Linked DNA regions of Mus musculus: region 2 is linked to region 1. A link is a contact called in public Hi-C data. All regions are on one chromosome and are shown on one strand. The core of a region is the stretch at or near the end of the contact, and the rest is flanking DNA. Distances in the headings are between cores, read along the strand shown. Region 1 overlaps Plcb1 (phospholipase C, beta 1). Region 2 has its middle 21 kb from the start of Gm31993.

Region 1 (4,468 bases), core at 543-3,042:
GGTGTGTGTGTGTGTGTGTGTGTGTGTGTGTGTGTGTGTGTGTGTGTGTGTATGTGGTAGTGTTTGTCTCTCTGTGTATGATATGTATGTGTCTGTGTGTTTGTATGTGTATATATGTATGTGTATGTGTGTATGAGTACTGTGATGGTGATGGTGTGTATGTCTGTTATGTATGTGTGTGTGTATGTATGTGTGTGTATATATATATATATATGTGTGTGTGTATGCACATATATATGTGGGGTGGCATTTGTGTATATGTATGTGCATGTGTGAGGGGTGTGGTGGTAGTGATGATGATGTGTGTGTATGATATGTATGTGTCTATGTTTGTATGTATGTATATATGTATGTGTGAGTGCTGTGGTGGTGGTGTGTGTGTGATATATATGTGTGTTTGTATGTATGTATGTGTGTGTATATGTGTGTGTGTGTGCTTGTATGTGTAATGTGTGGTGTGTATATATGTGTATGTGTGAGTGGTGTGGTGATGGTGGTAGTAATGGTGTGTGTGTGTGTGTGTGTGTGTGTGTGTGTGTGTGTTTTTGTGTTTCTCTTAACAGACAGAAGCCATCCTGAGAGCAAGTTGAGCTTCATGCATCCTCTGTAATCACTCACTTCCAAGAAGTGGCATGCATTTGAGCCATCTAGTTGAGTCAGTTAATAAAACAGGAGGGGGATAACATAAAACATGAGAGTGTGACTCTGTGCCCGTTTTCTTCTCTGTCATAGTGGAACATGGAATTGGTGAAATACAGATCTTCTCACTGATGGGCAAGGCTGCTTTTTCAGAGAATATGTTTTATAAATACAAATCCTTCTTCATTTGTATCAACCATGCATTCACTGATCCTCTACTCCTATGAAATCAATAATAGGAGAGAGTGAACCATAACAGGACACGGCATTTCCAAATGATTATTATCTACCACATGCAAACACTTTCAGGGCTTCTGAACTGAGCTTATTGCTTCTGGGAATAAAAGAGAATTTGCCATTTTAACATCTTGATTTTTAAGTGATACTCAAAAAATAATTTGGCTTACAGGAAACAGTTAAAAATATTACAGACTCTGTGATGCAAACTCTCCTTTCCCGCTAAAGTCAGCAAGAACACAGTAAGCTTTCAAAACAAGTTAGTCTTCTGTAAGCTTGGCCTGCCTTGCACCAGGGTCTATTGATTGTCCTAGATTTGCACCCAGGGTCCCACAGTGAGAGCACTTGCTCATCATGTCTCCACGATCACCTTCCTTCTGTAACAGCTCCCAACTCTCTCTTGTTTCTCATACCCCTGATATTTTATTATTTTTCAAAATGTCCCTTGCTTCCTTTGAGCTGCCTCAATGTTTTCTTGTCATTAATCTGGGCTTCTGTTTTGATGCTGTGCCCTTCTTAATGCATCTTGGTGGGGACAGGTAATGTTGCCATGTCCCAACCCTAGGTCAAAATGGCTTCCCTCTGAAAGTTTTGCTTCCCACTCCTCTGTGTAGAAGCATTTTGAGGGTGTGTAATACCTGTTACACCTCACACTTGGCACAGTGATCATGAAGTTGATTGGTCTTTGGTCAGCATTCACTCTTTAATCATGTCATTCCTGATCTTGCCAGAAGGTGGCAGTAGTATTGCTGAGATTGAATTTCTTGTTTTGGTTCAAGTAGAGGGATGTCTCCCTATCTATGGAGAATGCCCGTAGTTACTCATCAGCATAGCATTGAATCCAAGTTACAAACTAAAGAGGTTTTACTGTAATTATGTTGTAAACAACTTTCTACAACTTTTTAGCCATCTCTCTAAAGAGACTTAGAATTTGGGGGCACAGGGGCAGGACCCCCCCAGTCCTGGAGATGAAACCCAGATGGCCAAGTGCTCTTCTACCCCGGGGCTGCACCTCCATCCACAAACATGCTTGGAAAATGAGATAGAAATTTGGAAGATAAAGAAGGCCATCTCTTTGATCTTTTTGGTTGCAGGGTCTGTGAAGGCACCTGCCAAAACAGAAGATCTGATCCAGAGCGTGTTAACAGGTGAGCATAAACCATTTTTCCTCATGGAATTTGCCACATGAACATTGCACAGTAAGTGTACAGAGGGGAGAAGAAACCCGGCCTTGGATTACACCTAGTCAGGGACAGTTTCCAGAAGATGTCACGGCTCCTGGCAGTCCTCTGCCTTTTCCCTGGTGTTTACCATGACTGAAACGTGTCAGCTTTGCAAGAATGTGCAGGGCTGCAGATTGGGGATATGTAAACTTTATCCACACAGCTATATTTCACCAAAAATACATAAATCATTCCTAGAAATTATGAAGAACTTACAAGGCAACAAAGCACGTTTTTAAAGGGCTTCCATGGGAAGCAATACAATGCTGATGAAGAAAACAAGATACTGAAATGTTATCTAAAAATCTGCAAGTGTATACACACAGGGTCTGCACCGCACCCTATCTGTGGCTATCTCTGAACAGTTCACCCATTAGTGATATGTGTCTTTATGCAGATGAGCATTACTTTTTACATTTGGGGATATTCCCAAGGGATAGTCTTTTACCCGGAGGCTTTTTCAAAGACAGGTTAGACTGTCTTTTTCTTAGAGGGTTGGAGCACGGGGAGTTCTGTTTCTAGACTGTTTGTGGCTCATGTTCTAGGTTCTCATGAGGTGGAATCGGCTACCAGAAAATGCAGAAGTTTCTCAGGATTATAAATTCTTAATGCAGCCATTATTACGCAACTGTCTGAAGTCAGTTTGAACCTGAGGGAAACTGTTAAATAAATGTATCTAGTTCTCTCCACAACTTCTTCCTTCAATAAGAAGAAAAAGTAGTTGTCAGGACAGACACACAGTAAGAGAAGGAAGCACTGTTTAAAGGCCTTGGTGTTTAGCAACAGAAATTACCATTCCAGCTTCCCTGTTTATGCACAGCCCGTTTCTATCCAGGTTTGCTATGGTTTCTGATATATATTATTTCTGAACCTCTTGACAGTTCCAAATATTTATGGTATCTTTTGTGGTGTTGTTCCTAAAACAGAAAGTTCAAATCAAGAAATGGAAACATGTGAACTCTGACTTAGCTGGGTCCAAATAAATGATAATTCATTGAAGTTGAGACACCATACATTGAAAGGCTCCCCAAAACCCCATTCTTGTAATTCTAGAGAAAGCAATAGAGAAGCTAGTGTGGGATCTTGACTTCAGAAGTGAGAACTCATTTTACAAATGCTTATTATAGAAGTGATGGAGTGTGCCTATGTAGTGATTTAAGATCAGACTTTGTCACATTGACCATTTTTTTCCTCAACATTGGATAAAACACTACAGTCATACAGGTGGCCCTAGCCCTGCTGGAGCCTTTGTGAAAGTTAGATTAAAGGACACTTTCTTGGCACACCTGACTGTCATATCCCCTGATATGTAGGGAGAAACCTACGGTGTGTCCCTTGTCAGTGCATCCCCTGAATGACGCTGAACCTGTGTGATCATTTGCTAAGTCGCTTTAGCAGTGGCTGTCAACTCGTGGGTCATGACTCCTCCAGCAAACCTCCATTTCTAGAAATATTTACATTATGATTCATGACAGTAGCAGAATTATAGTTATGAAGTAGCAGCAAAAAACAATTTATGGTTGGGGATTACCACAACATGAAAAATTAAAGGTCCACATCATTAGGAAGGTTGAGAACCACTGATCTAAGGCATGGTACCAAAAACAACAAAACACTTTCCATGATTTTTATTTTATTTAACCATCAGACCAGCCTTTAGTAGAAATGCCATCATCCCTAAGAAGGATGAAGTTGGGGCCTGCTCCATTTTCCTCTGATGTGATATGTTCTGTTCCCGGGCATAGTGAGGCTAGGTTATTAACTCTGCTTCTCTGCAGAATTTTCCTCTATATAAAGGGAAATCTTCTTTTGATCATCCCAAATTCACAAGAAGCTGGCCTTCATGGGGAGACCAGACCCGGTGTGCCATGCACACCTTGGGTTCTCGTAGGATTGTTCAGAAGTCATACTGAAATTGATGTGCGTGCTTTTGCTTGGTTGTTTCCACTGCTGATCTACTTTCCCTCTCCTCAGCTCACAAGGAGCCACAGGCACACAAATCCCCATTCTAGACTCTCCTTCTGGGAAAACCAAACTTAAAGCCCCAAAGAAGGAACTCGCTCTCTGCAATGTTTTGTTAGCACAGTCGTTAGCTAGTGGCCAGAGCAGTTTACTGACAGTTCTGACATCTAGGCTGTGCTCTTCAGCCACTCTTGGAAGGAATAAGCTGTTCCTCTCTGAACAGGATGCCACTGTCCCTACCCCTGGACTCTCAGCCACTCTGTCACTCAGCTCCTAACGCTCCTCTGTTGCAGAAGTAGAGGCGCAAACCATCGAAGAGCTCAAGCAACAGAAATCGTTCGTGAAACTTCAAAAGAAACACTACAAAGAAATGAAAGACCTGGTGAAGAGACACCACAAGAAAACCA
Region 2 (4,468 bases), core at 1,432-3,931, 200 kb after region 1:
GACTTGATGAAGGAAGTTGGGAGAGAAGAAAATAAAGGCTAGGTTAGCCCAGGCTATACTGCTGAGTCACATCCACAGCACGTTTCCTGTGCGGTTGTTTCATGAAAAGAGCATCTAGATTGTATCGAGTCTGAGTCAAGCACAGCGGGTTCCAAGAGGCTGAAAGTAAGCCAGACAGCAACAGGGTTGGAGGCTGAATTGAAATGCAGACAGGGTCAGCCTGCCTGAGGGGAAGGAGCTCTGAGTTAAGGAGTAGCCAAGGAGGCCGGTGGGCTGCAAGAATAGACCCCTCTGACCTATTTATAGCCTCCTCCACTTAACTCTTCCTTTCTCCTTAAAATCCACAACAAGCCCCCCAGATGCTGATGCAACCTCTGTAGAAGGCACTTATAATGAAACCTGACAACAGTGTACTGAGAAACATAGTCTTTGTCTGGCCACACCCCAACAACTGTGTGTGAGGGCTCCTGAGGCTACTCTCATCACTGTTCTGAAAGAAGGAGAAGGAAACCCTCTCAGACACACTGTTTCCTTCAGGAAATAAGGGACAAAGGGGCTTCCCTGAGGACACTTGGGAAAGTGGTATTTCCTCATGCCGGAGGACATAGTGAGGTGATTTTTTTTTCCAAAACACTGGGTTAAAGTGAACTGATGAACTGTGTATCGCCTTCCGTGTGTTCTCTGTCTGTCATTCATTTGTCTCTCTCTGTCTCTGTCTCTCTGTCTCTCTCTTTGTCTGTGTCTCTCCTTCCCCCCTGCCCCCCATCTCTGTCTCCTAGACAAGGTACAGCAAATTTCAGGCTGGACTAAAATCTACTATGTAGCCAAGAATGTCTTTCAAACTTCTTCCTGTCTCTACTTCTAAGGCAGCGTTTGCTATCCTGGCCAGTACATATGATGATGGAGGTGGAACCAGAACTTTTTGCATGCTAGGCTGCTTTATCTCTTGGCCAACCTCATAGCCTTGCCTTTCCACCTTGGTTATCTCTCTTGCTCTCCCTCCCCCTCTCTCCTCATATAAACCAGCTCAGTCAGGTTCTGTTCACTTTGGACACTCCCAGATGCCTCTGGCTATGTTCTTTCTTGTATCTACATCAAACCTCCTGCCCCACCATACCTAGGAGCTGTCATGTCTTCCTTTTGATTTCTTTCTTTCTTTTTTTTTTTTTCATTCAGGAACAACTTGACAACTCAATCATACCAATAATTTGCTCTCAGAGCAAGAACTTGGGATCCCTGTTTGTCTGTACACAAATCAAAAACTTTCCAAGAACTCTGTCATCTCTTGTCAACACTGCAGAGGATGTGGAATGGACGGTAATTTTTTCTTTTAAATTCTATTCTTCACATGTGATAGACATAGTGATCAGACATACAGTGGGCGCCTATCTAGATGGTAAAATAAAATTGTTACATTCAGAGTCCTGTACTGTGAGTTCTCAGGCTTTGTTTCAGAACCACAAGGGTGCTTAGAGGATTTTGTCTTCTGCTTACACAATGTGAAAAACCATTCTGCAACCCTAGCCTGGTGAGAGCAGAAAACAGATGAGAGGAAAATTGAGTCAAAAAGAAGAAAGGGTTTTCTTAAAAAGAAAAAAAAAGCAACATGCTGCCTCCTGTTGATTCTGACTTAAGCATCCTGCTTAATCTGCATGGTGGTAAAAGCCATTTCCAGGTTTTGTGCAGCCTGAAAGCAGGCCACCTTCCCAGCACCAAGTCATCTAAGGTGATTACAAAAGAGTCATAATCTGCACGTCTGAAAGCCACTTGACACTTAAGGATGTTTCCCTGCCTGGTAATGGCAGTGGTTCACTGGGAGCACTTGGTGTGCCCCCTCTTCACTGTGGATGTCTGCCAGGGCAGCTTCAGCATCTGGCCTCTGCTTAAGTAATCAACTAATCAACAGGAGCGATAAGACCGGGGCTGCATCGTCGTTATTTCCTTAGTACTTGGTGTTCAGGAAAAAGCACCCTCGCCTCACGGGTGTGTCCAGAACAGGAACATGATGGAAATCCAACATGGGAAGGAAGGGAGCCACTTTAGGAATGTCCACTGAATGCCATGACAAGTTAGGGAGGCTTGGATGAGAATCCCAAAGCTTCTTTGAAACTTTTTAAAGCCAAAGCTAGGAGCTATCTACCTCCTTACCAACAGTGTAAGGAGGAATATAATGCTACTATGTTACCATGTCATATACAATGATGTCTCAATGACCAGCTGCTGGTGCTGCTGTGAGCCAGTGAGGTTACTGTGACCAGTGTCGGTACAGCCACGTTAGTTTGTATAAGTATACTCTGTGATGCTTACACAATGACAAAATCAGCTAAGCACACGTTTTGTTGAACATTGCTCAGTCACTATACAGTGAGTGATATGAATTGTATACACAAGCGTTACAGCAAAGAAGCCAGACCCTCTGAATCGCGATGCTGCGGAACAAGAATGTCAATGTTTCATACCATGTGGAAGTTGGGGTGGACACTGGTATTAGCAGTACCCACCCCCATCCCTACTCTCACAAGTTTTCCTTGCCAGCTTGCTGTGGGGATTTCTGGCTAGACTGCTGCTCCCATGGTCGGGAATTGCCTTGCCTAAATTCACTGACTCTTCTGCAAGCAGCTCAGAGTCAGTGACAGGCCTGTGTGAAGACACAGCCTTGGCTCAACCTCAAGTGATGCAACTCAGTGGGATGAGTCATGCTCCAGTGTGCTCTTCGATTCAAGCCTCAGCCAGACATTACCAAAGCCGTAGTCTTGCCCAGCTCACAGCCTCCTTCTGCTTTCTCTAAAGACACACACACACACACACACACACACACACACACACACACACACACAATAAGACAAGCATTCTCAAATACTTACCTCAGGGTTCTGCCTGTAGGGAACCAAACAGGATGTTACTGACTTCAGAGAAGAAAAAAATAGTACTAATCTAAATCTCTCCTGGTTTTGGACAGCCCAGTACATAAAAGTTTGTTCTGTTTCGTAATCAATATCTAGTATTAAAAATTCAAAGAAAGGTTTCCTATTCTAATCAAATTCATGAATCCCCGTGTTTCCCCTACTAATTGGAGTCTGCAATTTCCAGTCATTTCCCTATTAAATTATTAACTGATTAAGTCACTTACTTGGCGTTTGCTGTAGTATGTGTGGAGAATGTTAGAAGATGGGACTCGTGAGAACCAGCATCCCATTGCTATAACAAAATACCCAAGACAATTACCTTTAAGTACGGAAACATTTACTTTTGCTCAGTGTTTTGGAGTTTTCATCCTGTGGTCAACCGACCTTGTGGCTTTTGAAAGCTTGACAAGATAAAACAAAGTCCGGAGTGGGGAATGTTACGGAATGAGCTGTTCACCTAATCATTGCCAGGGAGCAAAGAGGCCTAAGAACATGGGGTCCCAATGTCTTTTCGAGGGAACACCCCAGTAACCTACTAGGTCCAATCTTTTAAAGGTTCTACTACCTTCCAACAGCACCACAGATTGGTGCATAAGCCTTTCAACACATATGACTTGGGGGATGCTTAGCCAAGTCAGAGTGGGCATCATGGGAAGGCAGGATAGACATATGCTGCATGTCCCTGAAAAACCAGTTTGTCTCAAAGATTTTAGAGGTTAAAGCAACTAGTTTTAGTTTAAGCTAAAAGTCAGTATTATTAGCATTCTGTCTAAACTTCACCCCACAGTTACCTGGCTACTGCCAGGTAGGCCGACCCACTATAAAGGGGGCTGCTTGCCCCCTCCTCCCTCTCTTAGATTTCTTGCATCTCTATTGCTTCTCTCTTGCCCACTTGGGCTCTTCCCTTCTCCCCTCCCTTCCCCATACACTTCCCCATCTCTTCATGTGTTTATGGCCAGCCTCTATTTCTCTACTCTCTCCCTCTTTCTGTCTTTCTCTGCCTCTTAACTTCCCTCCCATGCCCTAAATAAACTCTATTCTATATTATACCATCATGTGGCTGGTCCCTCGGGGTAAGGGGTGCCTTGGCATGGGCCTGCTCCACACATCCATAGAACATGTTCCCCTCTGTCACTTTATCTTTTTATAAACACATCAAGTATGTTATGGAATTGCATCTAAATTTCATGAGTCTCTAAGATAAAACAAGAGAGGGCTTTATCTGAGACTCGAGACTTTATCTGGCTTTGATTCTTTGGGGAAAAGCCTTGGGCAAGCGCACACACACACACACACACACACACACACACACACCAAAAATGAAAAACAAACAAAAACCAACAACAAAAACAAGATGTGTTCCTTCCAAATCCAAATCCTGGCAGTAAAAGATCTGCAAGGGAGAGGGACACAACCAACCCCACTTTGTAGGCAGAGGCCCTAAGGGGTTGCTTCCTACGCAGAGCCTCTGAAAAGATGCCTTGAAATCTCCCAGAGTCCCCAGTCTGACTCAGCAGGGCTGGGGAAGGTCGATGTTCTTGCTTTTCTAACCAGCTTCCCAG

Evidence for each region. Hi-C and Micro-C count contacts between places; a contact is called where the count stands out from the background.
Region 2: a contact with region 1 is called in a Hi-C map of the N1E-115 cell line, with 2.6 times the contacts expected there. The contact joins two enhancer-like sites. A contact is called at or near these places in 3 of 484 Hi-C or Micro-C datasets (the N1E-115 cell line, myocytes and nephron progenitors).

What each region holds. Positions count from the first base shown.
Region 1 is chr2:135,360,414-135,364,881 of GRCm38.p6, forward strand. Plcb1 (phospholipase C, beta 1) reads left to right here. Exons shown (of 32, transcript NM_001145830.1): 25 at 1,971-2,024; 26 at 4,355-4,468. Among named protein-coding and RNA genes, the nearest start is that of 4930545L23Rik, 150 kb to the left of the region's middle. Within about 2 kb of position 1,793, at least 2 of the 459 cell types and tissues checked have an H3K27ac peak or open chromatin away from gene starts, as enhancers often do. A contact at or near this core is called in the N1E-115 cell line, where this site is marked.
Region 2 is chr2:135,560,025-135,564,492 of GRCm38.p6, forward strand. No RefSeq gene overlaps it. Among named protein-coding and RNA genes, the nearest start is that of Gm31993, 21 kb to the left of the region's middle. Within about 2 kb of position 2,682, at least 104 of the 459 cell types and tissues checked have an H3K27ac peak or open chromatin away from gene starts, as enhancers often do. A contact at or near this core is called in the N1E-115 cell line, where this site is marked.